2 separate regions of the Anser cygnoides genome follow, and region 1 is linked to region 2. The links are chromatin contacts, called in public Hi-C maps. All regions are on one chromosome and are shown on one strand. Each heading gives the region's core, a stretch centred on a gene start, on an enhancer-like site or on the middle of the called end of the contact. The rest is flanking DNA. Distances are from core to core; before and after follow the strand shown.

Region 1 (7,242 bases), core at 1,081-3,580, 180 kb before region 2:
CTGTGGAGAGGCCTCCAGGACCAGCAGGTATCCCTGCAATTTTGACCAATTCCTTCAGTTGCTTCTAGCTCCCAGCCTTGCGTTTGATTTGTTTAGAAATACATCCTTTGCTTGCTTGTCATAAGATTTCATACATGAAGTGTTTTATACAGCAGGAACCACCTCATACGTAGGTACTTAAATGTTAGAAAGCAGGCAGGAAGGGGCTGTAAGTTACTGGAAGAATGGTGTGATCTCTCCTTTTTTAGTAAGACTACTAAGGATGCTCTCAGCCTCCTTATTTCCTCATCACCCACCGTATGCCTGCAAAGGGCTGTCCTGCTTCAGATCTCCTGGCACAGTTTCCTTGTCTGATCAGCCCCTAAATCTGTTTCTGCTTAAGCAATGTAGTTGTAAAAAATAACCTCTGATACAAGTATCGAAGATGGGGAAGGAAGATCATCCGAACTGAATTGCACACGGGGCAGGTAGGTGCGTATTCACCCTGGCAGGCACACGTCGGACAGGGACAAGCAGCCCGTGGGGGCTCAAGGTGCAGGAGTCTCTTTGCCTGACCCCGGGACAGGCAGAGCAGCACGCCTGACCCCAGCCTTTGTTTTCTGCCGCAAGTACCTGGAGTTTTTAGCTGGTTTCAGTAGAGCCTGTTTTGCATAAACCACTTCTGTTTTCCCATTACTCATACGTCCCTTTGTTAATAACATAATGTAAATAATTCTGGGCTGGATTTGGCATTCATTTAAACAGGTGTAACACTAAAGCAGTTGTAATTGGTTTCAGCGTTCCCAGCCTTCTCTCTGGCTGCGCTTTCTAAAGGAGTTTACTGGGTTTTGCTTTTGAAGGCTTGTTACCATAATTCACCCATCAGTCTGCTGCTTTTAATGTTAATTCAGTTTCAGAGCTCGGTAGGAGGCAGGATGAAATGTTTCAGGCTGCGTCCTAAGGTTATTCTTCGAGTGGACAGTGTTTTAACTGGATGTGACGGGCATTGGCAAAAAGATGTTTGTGATATTTATAGTCCTCAGGAATCTGTATGAAAGGGAAAAAATGATTATCTGGATTCTGTATAAATACCACATCCAAAGCACACCTGTCTTCTGCCATGTGGGCCAGCTAATTGGTTTTTGATCTATTTTTACTGTTCTTAGCTGAAAGGCAATTTTTTTGTTAAGTTTCACAGAAAGCTCTAGAGCTGTTTTAGGGTTTTGTAGCTGTGAAAAATAGCCACGGTTCTGTTTTTTAAAAAGCATTCTCAAGGAATAATTACAATGATTGAGCGTGCTGCTTAAAAAAAAAAAACAGAAGCGTGTACATTTTTCATAGCTACACAACTCTAAAACGGCTTTGTGGGTTTCTTCACATATTCAGGAAACTTAAAAATAAAAAGGAGCAAATCTAGCTCTGAGCTTGGCAACAGCTGAAGTTTATATTTCACAAGTATCTGAAAATGGGTTCCTCCCCATTTGCAGACGCAGATGCCAAACTTTTAAACTGACAGTGCAAAGTTTATATTGCAAGCTTTGTAAAGGAGCAAAGCAGCATTTTTTTTTCCTGCTCTGCGCCAGTCCTGCAGTTCTGCATGGCTAGTTGGAGAGTTATTATTATTGTTTATGAATTCCTTGCCTTGCGGTCGTGCATAACAGCAAGTCGGCATTGTTGAATCGGGAACTGTAGACATGCAAATAGCAGAAAGGTTGCCCCTGCTGCTTAACTTTTGGCAGTATTTTGTATTCTGTTCCTGTCTGTATTAAAACACAGAATGCATTGAATGGGCCAAGCCCTGAAATCCTTATTTGGTTATTAAGAGGAGAGAGAAAGGGCTGTGATTCATTAGGAAGGGGATGAATAAGAGGCGGCGGAGAAGGTCTGTGGAAGGTAGTTTGGGAGCTGCCGTTGCCTTGTCTCATGACCCAGCGACACGGGGGTCATCTGGGCACGGCGAGGTGGCTCCTTCAAAAGTGATGCATGAGATGTTCCTCACGCTGGGGCAGACACAGGAGCAGCGTGAGGAGGTGGCTGCTGCTTACGTGGTGTATCCAATGCGTGTGCAGGGTTAATGGCCTCCTGGTAAATGCTCGCCCCGGCAAAGGCGACTTGGGTAGAAGTCATTGCATGGGATGCTCCTGAAACCAGCTGTGGAGAAAGATTATCTTTTTAATCTCCTTTTTAATGAAAGGCCAGGGTTTCTGGGGTTATATATTAGCTCAGACAAAAGGGGTGCGGGAAGGGGAACAAAACCTGCTGTTTGAGCATTAGACCAGGTCACTAATCCCGCTGCAGTATTTCGCCTGGAGCAGCAGGAGTTACAGATGTTTGTTTGCATCATCCCAGGATAGTCTCTGATGATGGTGGTTTGGGTTGCTGTAATCCCACAGAAATTATACTTTGGCTTCAATACTTTGGCTTGCCCGGGCATGACTGATCATTATCTGCTCTTCGAGATTAGCTGAAAGTGCCTGGCTAAACGCTGTGAACTTTGTGGTAGAGGAGGGTGAATCTGGGGGCTGGGCCTCCAAGAATATTACATTAAAAAGCTGGTACGTTTGTTCCCCCGTGGCCACCAGCGCAAAAGAAAGCAGAGGAGAGCCGAGCACAGCTAGGCTGGTTTGCTGGGGATATATTCAGGTGCTTAACTCACTGCACAGGCCACCACGGCCCTGGTAGGCAGCGTTTCAGCAAAGGCCAGTGAGTGCTGCAAACGACGTCGGGAGGAGAGTTCGTTCCCTTCTGCCTGCTTTTTAGGTTAAAAAGGAGATGATGCTGGAGGGGTAGCGTCCGCGTGGTGCTCCCCACACCTCGCGTCCTGCAGACCTCCAGGATAATTTTAGCGCGAGCCTCCCCGAGCACCGTCCAGCTCGTCTGTTTACAGAGTCACAAAGTCTCTTCTCATTATTTTGCAGGGATCAGAGGGGACAAAAGTTTAAATATTAGCTCAGCTATTTAAACCCTGTGCAATGCCAGTCTGCTTGGCACACAGTGTTGAATCTAGTGATAAGATATTCAGCCGACTGATGGCCCTCACGGCATTGAAAGAAGAAATATGCTGATAAATTTCGATGTGAGGGGTAGGAGGAGCAAAACCACTGAGAAGTTTTATGACAATTGCAAATCACAGAATCTGCCAAAAACCTGTGCTTAGAATACGTTGTTGCTCTCCAGTAAGCTCTGATTTCCCAGAAACTTCTGGAGGATTCCTAGATAAGTGGTATTGCAGATGAAGTATGGAAAAAAAAAAACTCCAGCAAAAGCTTCGTGTGTGAAAATATTTTCTGTTGTATAGTTGCGTTTTTGTCCACTAGATGGCTTTTCCCCCCTGCCTGCGACCTGATAGGGTTACAATTGTTTGGTTCAGATTGCTCTGTCTAAAGCAATGTTATCTGTGGCTTAATTCAGACACTGGTAACTGGTAAATTTTGGTCAAAAATTTCTAATTAAATACTGCATGCAGGGTTTATGTATCCCGTGATGTAGATTTTCCTACTTGGAGCAAAGTCTCCTGTACATTGGCACGGAGGAAAATTCAAGTTAAGATGTTTTTAGCAAAAATGTTTGCCAGAAAACAGTGTTTGCTGATGATACGAAATTAATAAAGACCACAGAGCACATTCTGTGGTTATTAAGTCTTCAACACTGACATTGAAAAATAATGTAAAATCTTCCAGACCATGTTTTGGTTTGGCTGGGGGTTTTTAGGAATTGGAAATAGAGGAGTTCCTCCCCTTACCCACCCAGCCTGTAGTATAATATTAATTAATGATGTTTGGAAGCAAATTTAGGTTCTGCAATTATTGTAATTAAGTGGGACAGATGGGACAGAATTCTGCATTATGTGGCTTAAGCCAAATCAAATAGAATCAAAAAAAAAAAAGGATTAATTTACATTATTTACATTGAGGAAAGTCTCTGAATGATTGTGGGAGTCCCAGTGACTGCTGAGATACCAGCAGGGCTATGCCTGTCCTGTTGACTAAGGTGAATAAAAAATAGACAGTGGTCAAGAGAAGAGCAAGTAGAGCACCCTGATTTAGTCAAATGTGTGGTATCCAGGATATGAAAAAAAAATAATATAACAATGCATCCCAACAATCAATTTTCTATTCTTTTATAACACTTGTTTTCATTGAAAAAGCATAACATGGCAGAACAATCACCAAGCTGATGTTCACTGTTTCACTGGACAAGTATATGGGAATTGGTGCAATTTTAGATCTGTAAAAAGTTCTCAAGAAATGTAGTTATACCTGCAAGACTGATTTAGGTACCCCCACTCAAGGAAGGCAGAACAACCTCTGTCACAAGCTGTTATTAGCATCCTCCTGAAAAGCTCAGCCCCTTGCTCCTACCAGCTCTTGGGGTTTGGGGGATTCCTGCAAGGAAGTGACTGCACGGCCCTGCTTGGAGATACAGTTATTCAGTTCATTTTATAGCCAGCGTGTGCCTGTTCAGGGTGAAGCTCCCATTTGTAGCTGTTGAACCAGAGCAGGCTTTTCTTTTCCTGTCAACTTCCTGGTAGCCACGGGGGGAAAAAAAAGTGTGTTCTCATTTCAGCATCCCTCGCCCTCCTCCTTGCTTCTCTGAAGAGGAAGCCAGCAAGCTATTTCTGTTACTCATCCTTTCCTCCAGCCTCCTTTCTTCAGGATCGTTATCTCTCGTGAATCATTCCAGTGCCCGTTCCTGGCCCCGGTTCTAGCTTTTACAAGCTTCAGCATGAAGTCAGGGGGCTGCTGGACTTCCCTGCGTGGCGTGGGGGGCCCGCAGGAGACTGGGACGATGCCTTGGTCATCTCACTCGGCGGGTGCTGGCTGGCAGCACGGGGATGGAGGAGCAGCACAAGCACGGGAGCTGTTTCTCTGCAGATTCAGGAAGCCAATGTTCTATCAGTTTGCATCAGTTTCAAGCTTGGAAAGGTTATTTTTGCTGCCATAAATCTTAATTTTCTTCTTCTTTTTTTTTTTTTTTTCTCAACGAAAACTTAGATTCTGTGGGAATTCATGACTGAGACCAGTGTCCACACTTGCCAGGGAAATCTTGCAACTGAAAAGCATCTGCGCCAATTTTTAAGCCCCATTTGACTAATACCAGAAGGATTAGCATGTAATTTTGTTCAGTGCCAGCACAAGAAAACCTCATGTGCTTTAAACTGAAGGGTACATACACCTGGGCAGTGCTAGGTTGAGGTGAAGAGGATCATGATGTAAAAAGTCCAGGTACACTCATGGCCCTGAGGCATGGAGCACTTCAGGCTGAGCCAGCCATTGTGCTACCTGTCTCCCGAATGAATGGGATGGAGGGACATGCTCTTTTGGCTCATGAGTGGGATGACATAATTTGACATTCTGAGTGTAGGAGGTGTAAAACACCAAACTAAGGCTGCTAATCTGGTGGTCGGCTAAGCAAGTTGGTCAGAAATGTCAGTGGACATTTAGGAATTGGAAACAGAGGACTCTAAAAGCCTCTTAGCTACCTTCTGCTCTGAGTTACATCTGTATAAATCCACTGACTTCCCTGGACTTCCCACATCAGGCCTATTCCAATGCTCCCAGAGGCAGAATGGAGAGGACAGAAGAGAGGAGAAAGGTGAATGGAACAAGGACGCATCCTGCAATTTTACTGTGTACACTGGATGCTCCCTTTCATGTGTTTCAATCATTTGGCCTGGAAGAGGGTGCTCCTTCTGGCCAACAGGAACTGTGAAGCCACAAGAAATAAGCAGTAACACCTAAGACTTCTGCAGTAGCATCAGTGCAATTGAGGTGTTGTTAGGGAAAACCTTCTCTTGGATGGAAATGCGTGTGCTGCAGAACACGCAGTGGTGACAGTCCTGGTTTTTATATCTTCTCCTGTGTAGCTATCTGCTGGTCATAGACAGAAGAGACTATGTGAAGTCCTCCAACTTCAACTAGAGTGTTCCAGAAATAATAGCTTTGAAAAAAAAGTTGAGTTTTTAAACAGGAGCAAAGCCTTAGCACAATTTAAAAATCACCTGGGAGGTGATGTATGGGGTTTCTTTCCCTGATGCCACACGTATTTGGCATACTGTGAAGCCTGAGCTTTTACTAAGTGCAAAGGTAGTTGGGAAGAGCCAGGTCATGCTACTCTTTGAACTTACTGTAGCAGCAGATCCAAAAGGCAGTAAATAATAGCTTAGCACTCAGTCCTTACCTGTGCTGATCTCATGAAATTCAGCATAAGGAAGCAAAGGTTGAACTAAGCCACCTTTAATCCATCTTCAGTCTCAGTGTTGGCCAAAGATCTCCTTTAACCAGTGCCAGTTCATTAAAGTACTGCAGCTCTTGCTCCAAAAATCTCAAGCTCGCTCACAGCAAGTCCTCAGCTGGAGGTGGGCAGGACACGTACAGACCAGCGATGTTCATTCACTGTTCTCCTGTGCCACCGCACACCTCCGTAAAGGCTGTGCTGAAGTCCCTTCGCCTCTGCCAGCACTGTGCATTCCCCTCTCTAGGTCAAAGAAAAATGCTTTTTACCACGCGGAAAACTGTCATAGAAACATGACTAACCCAAACAAAATTCTGCAAAGGAAATATAAATTCAGTTCCTTTTGTGCATCTGAGATACTGCTGCCAAACCTGTGCTATGAAAGGTCAGGGACAACAAGCAGTGAGAGAACAAAAAATATCCAGTAACGCCAGAGCAAGATGTGCACGTCCCAGGATATAAATTTGGCGCTGGACTGAACAGAAAATGATTTGCCAACATTTTTGTCTGTCTTTTCAGCTGAGACACGGGTTTACAACATTGAAAGCAGCTGTCCGGGTTTGAGCTGGGGTTGACACAGGTGAGGAGCGGCTCTGCTGACCTGACCAGGCACACGAACTCCGTCAGGCCTCTGGACTGGGCTGGTCGTCCTCTCAGCAACCTCGGAGGCCCTCCCCAGCCTCGACACCACGATATGGCAGACACAGCACACGCTGTGGCATCCCACCAGCTTCATGAGCACAGCACCGCCTTGCTGGGGTCTGTCTCCCTTTAACACCATGGAAAGACTACAGCATTTCTTCTCAGGGTTTGATGGGATCCAGTTTTGCTTACATCCTAATGACCAACCATGGAAAAAAATGAGTGACACGTACCTGTTAGGAATTAGCGTGTGCTGTTAGTTAAGCCTTTGAATGTGTATTTAATTTTCAGGTGGATGCATAATTACTCTGTGACCTGTTTAGCATTTCAGACTCATTCCTTTCAAAGACTGGAAAAAAAAAGAAAAAGAGGTTACATCCAAGCTGA
Region 2 (6,737 bases), core at 1,029-3,528:
TCCAAGAGCAGGCGTTTGGGAGCAGGGTGGCTTCAAGGGGCTCTTGGCTTGCCTTTGAATCTGCTGACGCTTGGTCGTTAGTAGTGAGGAAAAAGGAAGGAAAAAAGGGTTTGTGTAAGGCAAACGGTCACTCTGTGCTCCCTCACCCGGCGTTGACAGAAGTCTCAGAACGTTTTAAGCATTTATTTCTTCTTTTTCTTTTTTTTTTTTTTTAATTTCAAGTTAAGATATAAAAGTATAAACAGGTCTCTGCCACCGTTGCTGACTTGAATGAAGGCTGGTCCTGTTACACGTGTGGAAATGGCTTGGCCAGGAGAAACCTGCCGTTTATTGTATCGTAGCCCTGCAGAAAAAGCCCAAACTCCCTAGCTGCTTGCCTTGACAGAGGACACTGCTTGTACATGTTCAATTCCAGAGAATGAACTTACAATGGAGGAGAGGGGGGAAATTAGCCCAGTAGCATCTCAGAAATGTTTGTGGAGGGGTTTTTTTGTGTTCAGGGATTTTTTTTTTCTTTATTTTTTTTTTTGAAATCGTGAGCTCAGAATCCAAGGAGGCTCAGCAATCAGCGTGCTTGAACGCCAGCCAAGACACTGAACTGGCAGCCATCCATTCTGATATCAATGTGAGTGAAATGTGTACTCAGTAACTGGATTCAGGCCCTTCATAGTTTGCAAGCAAATATTTCTGCTTTTGCAGATCAGATAAAAAATAGAAAAAGCTGTGCGGCTCTCGAGCGTGTGAGAGAGAGGGTTCTGCACCTTTGCAAAGGGGCCTTGGTATTTCTGTGTCCCAAAGTCCTGTGCCTTGTGTCATCATCTCAAAGGCTATGTTCTATTTCCAAAATGTATTTAATTATGTCTTCTAATGTTTTAACTGCTCAATCTGCCTTGTATAAAAGCTGTAAATATCTCACACTGGCAATAAGCTGTAGGAAAAGGAAGTAAATTGGCATTTTGTGAAAAGGTTGTACAAAACCAATGGAAAGCTATGCAAATAAGCTATGATACAGCCAAATTTGCATTTTCTCTTGGGTTTAGTGATGATATGCACAGCATGACTTTGGCAGACTTGCCTCTTGGGATGATGCACGTACTGGTGGTATGGCCCTGTAGGGTCAATTTAACAAGTGTAACACTGCGATTTTCCATGCAGTTTCTCAGAACCACTGAGCAACGTGCAGCAATAAATAGCGACAGAGGAAATCGATTTTTTAGAGTAAATACATTTAGTAGGAGGGAAAAGTGTTATACAAATCTTTCACCTTGCCAAAATAAGGTTAGCAGTTTTGCTTCGTGATGCTGCTCAACTTTCCAAAGTGACTGCCTTCTGCCGTCTTGCGTTGACTTTTACTCTTTGGTTTAGAAAACATCAGGACAAGGAGACAGCACAGAGTTCTTGTGCTCTGGGTGCTCAGATCAGTCGAGCAACAGACTGGAGGTGACATGTTACAACCAGCTGACAGTGCAGTTTCGCAGTCTTTGAGTTCATTGAACCGGTGGCAGCTCTTCAAACTTGTTCTTTTGCCCAGCTGAGAGGGAAGGTGGAAGCATGCTCGTGTCTGGTGATAGTAATGCTATTATAGGGAGGATGACGTGGGAACTCGCTCTCGGAGCCCTTTACAATCTGTGTTATTTTTGAGAGACACGTATGCTTTTTAAGTGTTGCTGGAACCTCTGAAATTACTTTACCTGCGTTTTTCTCATGTACGTTTTGTTTCTTCAGGAATTCATTCAGCATTTTAAGTTGAAATCATCAAATAAAAATAGATCATTGAGTTAGAGGTTATTGGCATTCACATGCTACATGTTCCTGCAAGCCAGCTATTTCAACCCAAATTTGTTTTCTTTTCTACTGTGAAAGTGGTCCAAATGCAAATTTCAGTATGTGCTTTCCTTGTCACAAGGGTGAATTTACTCCAGCATCCCTTCCCAAGCCCTCATGCAGAAAGCCTGCCGGCACTGCAGGACCGCTCCATCCCACGGGGTGCAGAGCACTTGAACAAGGTGCTGGGTGTTCTGTCCCATGCCTTGGTCCTGCATCCCTCAGAGTGAGCAAAATGTCAGGCACTAATCCACAGTAGGCTTTGGGTTGGAGTCCTACAAGGACCGCTCAAGAACAGCCTCAGCAAAGCATCCCTCTTTAAGGCAGTATTTAAACGGAATTTCTTCTAAGGCAGTACTTAGGCAGGAATTTGGTAGCTGTAGGACCGAACACCTGGTACAATGCTGTCCCGAATTTAAGCACAAGCTTAAGTGCTCTCTTCCTGTGACCTCAGCACACCCAGTGCTCTGTTCCTTTGCCTTACAGAAGCAGAAGGGAGTTTGGCTGCTTTCAAGTGAAGCCTGCCAAAAAAAAAAAAAAAAAAAAAACAACTCAGCAAGCATCTTTTTTTTTTTTTTCTTTCCCTTGGCTTCTCTATAAATAGTCAAACATTTTTTTCCGAGCAAGTTCAGTTAATGTTCTGTGGTGGTGAGTGAGCACTGTGATGCTCTGGTATGTTTTGTGCTCCTGAATCTCATCGTAAGATGCTTGAGTAGAATTTAATTCAGGTTTTTAAATAAGACGAAGAAAGACCGCTATTAAATCTTGTCTGAATTTTGTCACTGACTTCATCAGAAGCCGTCTGAGTACAACTGGGAACAGTTTGGCTTCTCGTTTCGCTGTATCACTGGACGCATGTTGAAAGTTTTCCCTTATTATCCTTACCACACAGACAATCACGTCATTCTTGAAATGAATGCTCCTTTTGCTGCTCATATGCAATACATTATGCGAACATCTGTGTGAGTTGCAACGTACAACAGGACAAATTATTGGTGGCAGGACGCAGAGTCCAGTGTTTAGCCCCTGTCTGCAGAGGGTCTCTGCAGCCTTCGGCTTGTGCTGCTACCTCCTGATGCTTGTTGGCCTCGTATTCACTAGCAACAACTAGTAGGGTTTTGCCTTTTTTTTATTTATTTATTTCTTCTTCTTTTTTTTTTCTCTCTTTTTTTTTTTTCAGAACCAAATGTATAGTTTCACTCCGGCAGCTGGTTTTATCAAGAAAATGGTATCAGAATTGTGTGGGATTTTGTGAGTCATTACCAGAAATACTGCAGTGGGTGGATTAGCCCCTTCAAAGCGGCTGCTCTGAGTGTTTCCAGGGTAGTAAGGTGCAGTGAAAATAGGGTTGTGCCTGCAATTATAGTCTGCATGCCTCAGCATACCCTGGGCGAGGGAGATATTCTTGTTCTGCTGGCAGCCCCCTGCGATTTCCTATCGGCACCGACACGAAATGGAGTGCAGTTCCTCGGGCTCCCTGCAGGCAGGGTGCCTGTTTCTCGAGGCCGTGGCCGTGTGGCAGGACGTGGTGGCACGAAGCCGGCCCTTCAGCAGCGGCCTGTGGCATGAGGGTTGGGGGCTGCTCACACTTGCGGCCCAAACAGCGTCGCTGTTGTGTCTGCGTGCCGTGCCTTCCGGCAGCGGGGCCTCCTCAGCTGCCTCAGGTCCTGACACAGCTGATGGGGCATAGCTTTTTGGAAGTGCCTTCACTTCTCTGAAATACTCGTTGTAATCGGCTTCTTGTGGGCTGTGTCTGGATAATCTCCTGCATATCGCTCTCTCCTTTGCCAGGCTGAAACAATTCTTGAGCTGGCTTGTCAAGGCCCCTGCTTTTCAGCTTCTTGTGCCGCACTCGATAGCTGTGCTCCTCCACAGGCCTGGGGCATGCTGCTTTCAAGCCTTGCAGGAGTTATTTCACTTGCAGGCACCAACGCTTCTTCGTAAAGGCTTGCCACCTCACCATCTGCAAAAGGCACAGTGTTTTCACCCCAGGCCTGGTGGGGTGGCACTTTCCCTAGAGCTGCTGGTAGATCCAACCAGCCATTCCCCTCGCTTCCAGCACCATGGCCTAGCCTCACATGGCAGGGCGCTCGCCATCAGGAGACCAGCTGAATTTCCACTGAAGAAACCACTGGGGACTTTGTCAGGGTCCTGCCCTCTCCCAGACAAAATCACAACAGCCAGGAGCTGCCGTGCCCCACAGCACACAGGTTTGTGTTTGCACATCCCAGCCTGGCACAGGGGTCGCCACCATGTTTTCTCTCTGAGGCAGGGCCGAGCAGATAGGCACACACGCGTGGGCTCGCCTGCTTCGTCTGAGCATTCGGCACCTCGGACTTTCTCACCAGAAGCACATTTGTTTTGGGTAGAGACTTTCCTGTTAGGCCTTAAAGGGCTATATTGTCCTGTGCACTGAAAGGAAAACATTTCCCCTTCCAAGAGATAACCAGAGCAACACAAGGAGACTGTTTTGACGAAGTCAGGATGGGGGTGGAGAGGAGGTGTCCAGCTAACCCTCATCATGAAGCTCAAAACCAGCTCTGATCAGTGACGGCTTGCTGTGCCCGATGCCCTCCCAAGCATAATTTATGACAAACAAATATGCGATGACGTTCCCTGCTTTTTCCTTCTGCTCTGCTTCTTTTTTTTTTTTTTTTTGCTCAGTTTGGGAGCGCCAAAGGAAAACCAGCGGTGGTGTAATTTCTGGCCTGCTCCAGAGGAATGTAGTGGCAGTGGGGTCATTTGCTGGGTGCACCACTCAGGTACCACAGCCCCTGCTGTGTCTGGGGTCAGCTTTCCCTCCAGCCACGTCGCCTTTCCTTCCCTGCTTGCAGTGGGAGAAGTTTGGGAATGACAGCAAAGGGAAATGGGTGGCACGGCGAAGCGAAGTGCAGCTTCTTGGTGATGCTGCAGGCAGGGCAGGGCCAGGGGTGGCCACGGACCTGGTCCTGGTCCTGGTCTTGGTCCCGGTCCTGGTTCTTGTGGGAGCCAGACCTTCCTGGAGAGGTAGCAGGACTGGGTCTATCCTCTGTTGTTTCATGAGCCTAATGTAGAACTGCCATAAATAAGCTTCTGGATTTCCCCAGGCATATATTTTTTTTTCTTTTTCTGGCCTAAAGGTTTTGCCTGCTTGGAATCTGAGGCCTTAAAAAAAAAAAAAAGAAAGAAAATAGAAGTAATAACAGTGGTGATAATATTTTTGCCTTTGTCCTGAGGTTTTTGTGCCTCTGGTGGCTCAGTTGGAGCCCTAATGCAGTGTGTGAAACTCTGTGGGTTTAGGTGTGGAAATACCAGCCTTTGCCCTGCACAGGTACAAACTAACTGCGTGTAGTGTGTAAACCGTAAGCCTGGCTTGTGCGTTTTTTTATAAATCCAAAGCATAGATGTGATTCTGCACATCGACAACATACGCACAGAGGAGCATGCACTTACCTGGCAAGTCCCAGATGGAAATAGGGCAGCCCCACAGCAGTGCCTTCCCATTGCCACAGTGGGTAGCATTCTTTCCTGAGCCCTGGGATGAATCAGCCTCTCTCCATCTCACAGCATGACATCCCTGGTTCAGGACAGCATTTTACGTACGTGCAGACGTGCGTTGTCATGTTGCCTTTTGAGCCTGTGCCCTGTTGTAGGGTGGGATATTGCTCCTGTGTTTGAATATTATTCTTTATGGGCTAGTCAGTTGCATCGTTCACAGAAGCACAAGTGCACGCTTAAAAGATTTGCAGAGGCAGGTGGTAGCCTGTATTTTTCTTCTGTTTGTAGTTTTTAAATTAAAAAAAAATCTTTTCAAGCTCTACTCTGTCAAGAATGTGGGTGTCTGGCTGAATGAGAGAAAAATAAAATAAACTTGCATAATAAATACACTAGTAAATTTTCAGTTTCCCTAAACTCTCTGGGGGTTAGTTTGGTTGGTTGCTTATCCAAGGAAGAGGAGCAACTTTTGAAGAAAGTTTCCCTGAATGCATTTCCTTACTACAATTATGTTAATTGTTAGCAATGTACATATTCCAGTCGCAGCATGAAATGCTGCTTTCTGACAAATTCAGATCTGCTTTCTTTTACATCACGTCATGTGTCGAGTATGGAACGAGAATCCAAAGGCCTTGGATATATCCGTATGTGTAATATATATACTTGTGTGTGTGCATATTTAATAGTACTATTTTATTCTTTTTCAGCATTTTAAAAGTCGACTGCCTAGAGGTAGGCACCTGGATTTATATTTAGGGACTGAAGTAAGCGGGATGGTTTTCAAAGGTCCCGTGTACCTGCAGCTCTCAGAGAATTAATTAAAAGCAGATGTTCTTTTTGGCAAGTTTGGCAGAAACAAATAGGAGATGCTGGGTGCCCAGCACCTTTGAAACACTAGCTGCTTGTTCGGATGCCTAAACATGGAGTTTGGTGTTTAAATTTAGGCACCCAAGTTGGAACATTTTGGCCCTGTAATCATAACAATCGGTGTCCCCTCTGTCCTGAAGCGCTGCAGCACAGATTCCTCTGAGGAGCCGGGGGTTGGCGTGTGGGAGTGAGCGGGGACAGGGGACGTGTTTCTCTGCGGTGGCAGCGAGCTCGGCTGCCTGCCTTATAGCACATGCAAATGAGGGTCAGATGGCTTGACAGTTGGTTATGAAACTAAATAGAAATTATGCAAAATGGGATTGATTTTGCACATATTTTTAGATTTTGTCTTTTAGTAGCTTGAATCTTTAATTAAAATACCAGGGAGGAAAAAAAAAAGTACAAGTGGCAACTGTTATGCTTCACATACATACTGGATGTAAAGTAATAGCCTGCTATGCTCTTTTTAGGGATCATTTTTATCCTATTGCAACTGAGAATATAAAGCCATCTTACAACTTGCCAGAAGTGACACCTGCTTTCATACTTCCTAATAATTACTTTAGCTTTGA

The links. A called contact is a pair of places that touch in the nucleus more often than the background predicts.
Region 1: a Hi-C map of liver shows a contact between it and region 2, with 5 times the contacts expected there. The contact joins two enhancer-like sites. A contact is called at or near these places in 2 of 7 Hi-C or Micro-C datasets (both in liver).

The regions. Positions count from the first base shown.
Region 1 is chr2:54,685,934-54,693,175 of Taihu_goose_T2T_genome, reverse strand. LOC125182079 (a long non-coding RNA gene) reads left to right here. Exons shown (of 5, transcript XR_010829314.1): 4 at 6,733-7,242. Among named protein-coding and RNA genes, the nearest start is that of ATXN1, 32 kb to the right of the region's middle. Within about 2 kb of position 2,330, at least 2 of the 3 cell types and tissues checked have open chromatin away from gene starts, as enhancers often do. A contact at or near this core is called in liver, where this site is marked.
Region 2 is chr2:54,501,777-54,508,513 of Taihu_goose_T2T_genome, reverse strand. All of the region lies in intron 5 of ATXN1 (ataxin 1), which reads left to right. Among named protein-coding and RNA genes, the nearest start is that of GMPR, 110 kb to the right of the region's middle. Within about 2 kb of position 2,278, at least 3 of the 3 cell types and tissues checked have open chromatin away from gene starts, as enhancers often do. A contact at or near this core is called in liver, where this site is marked.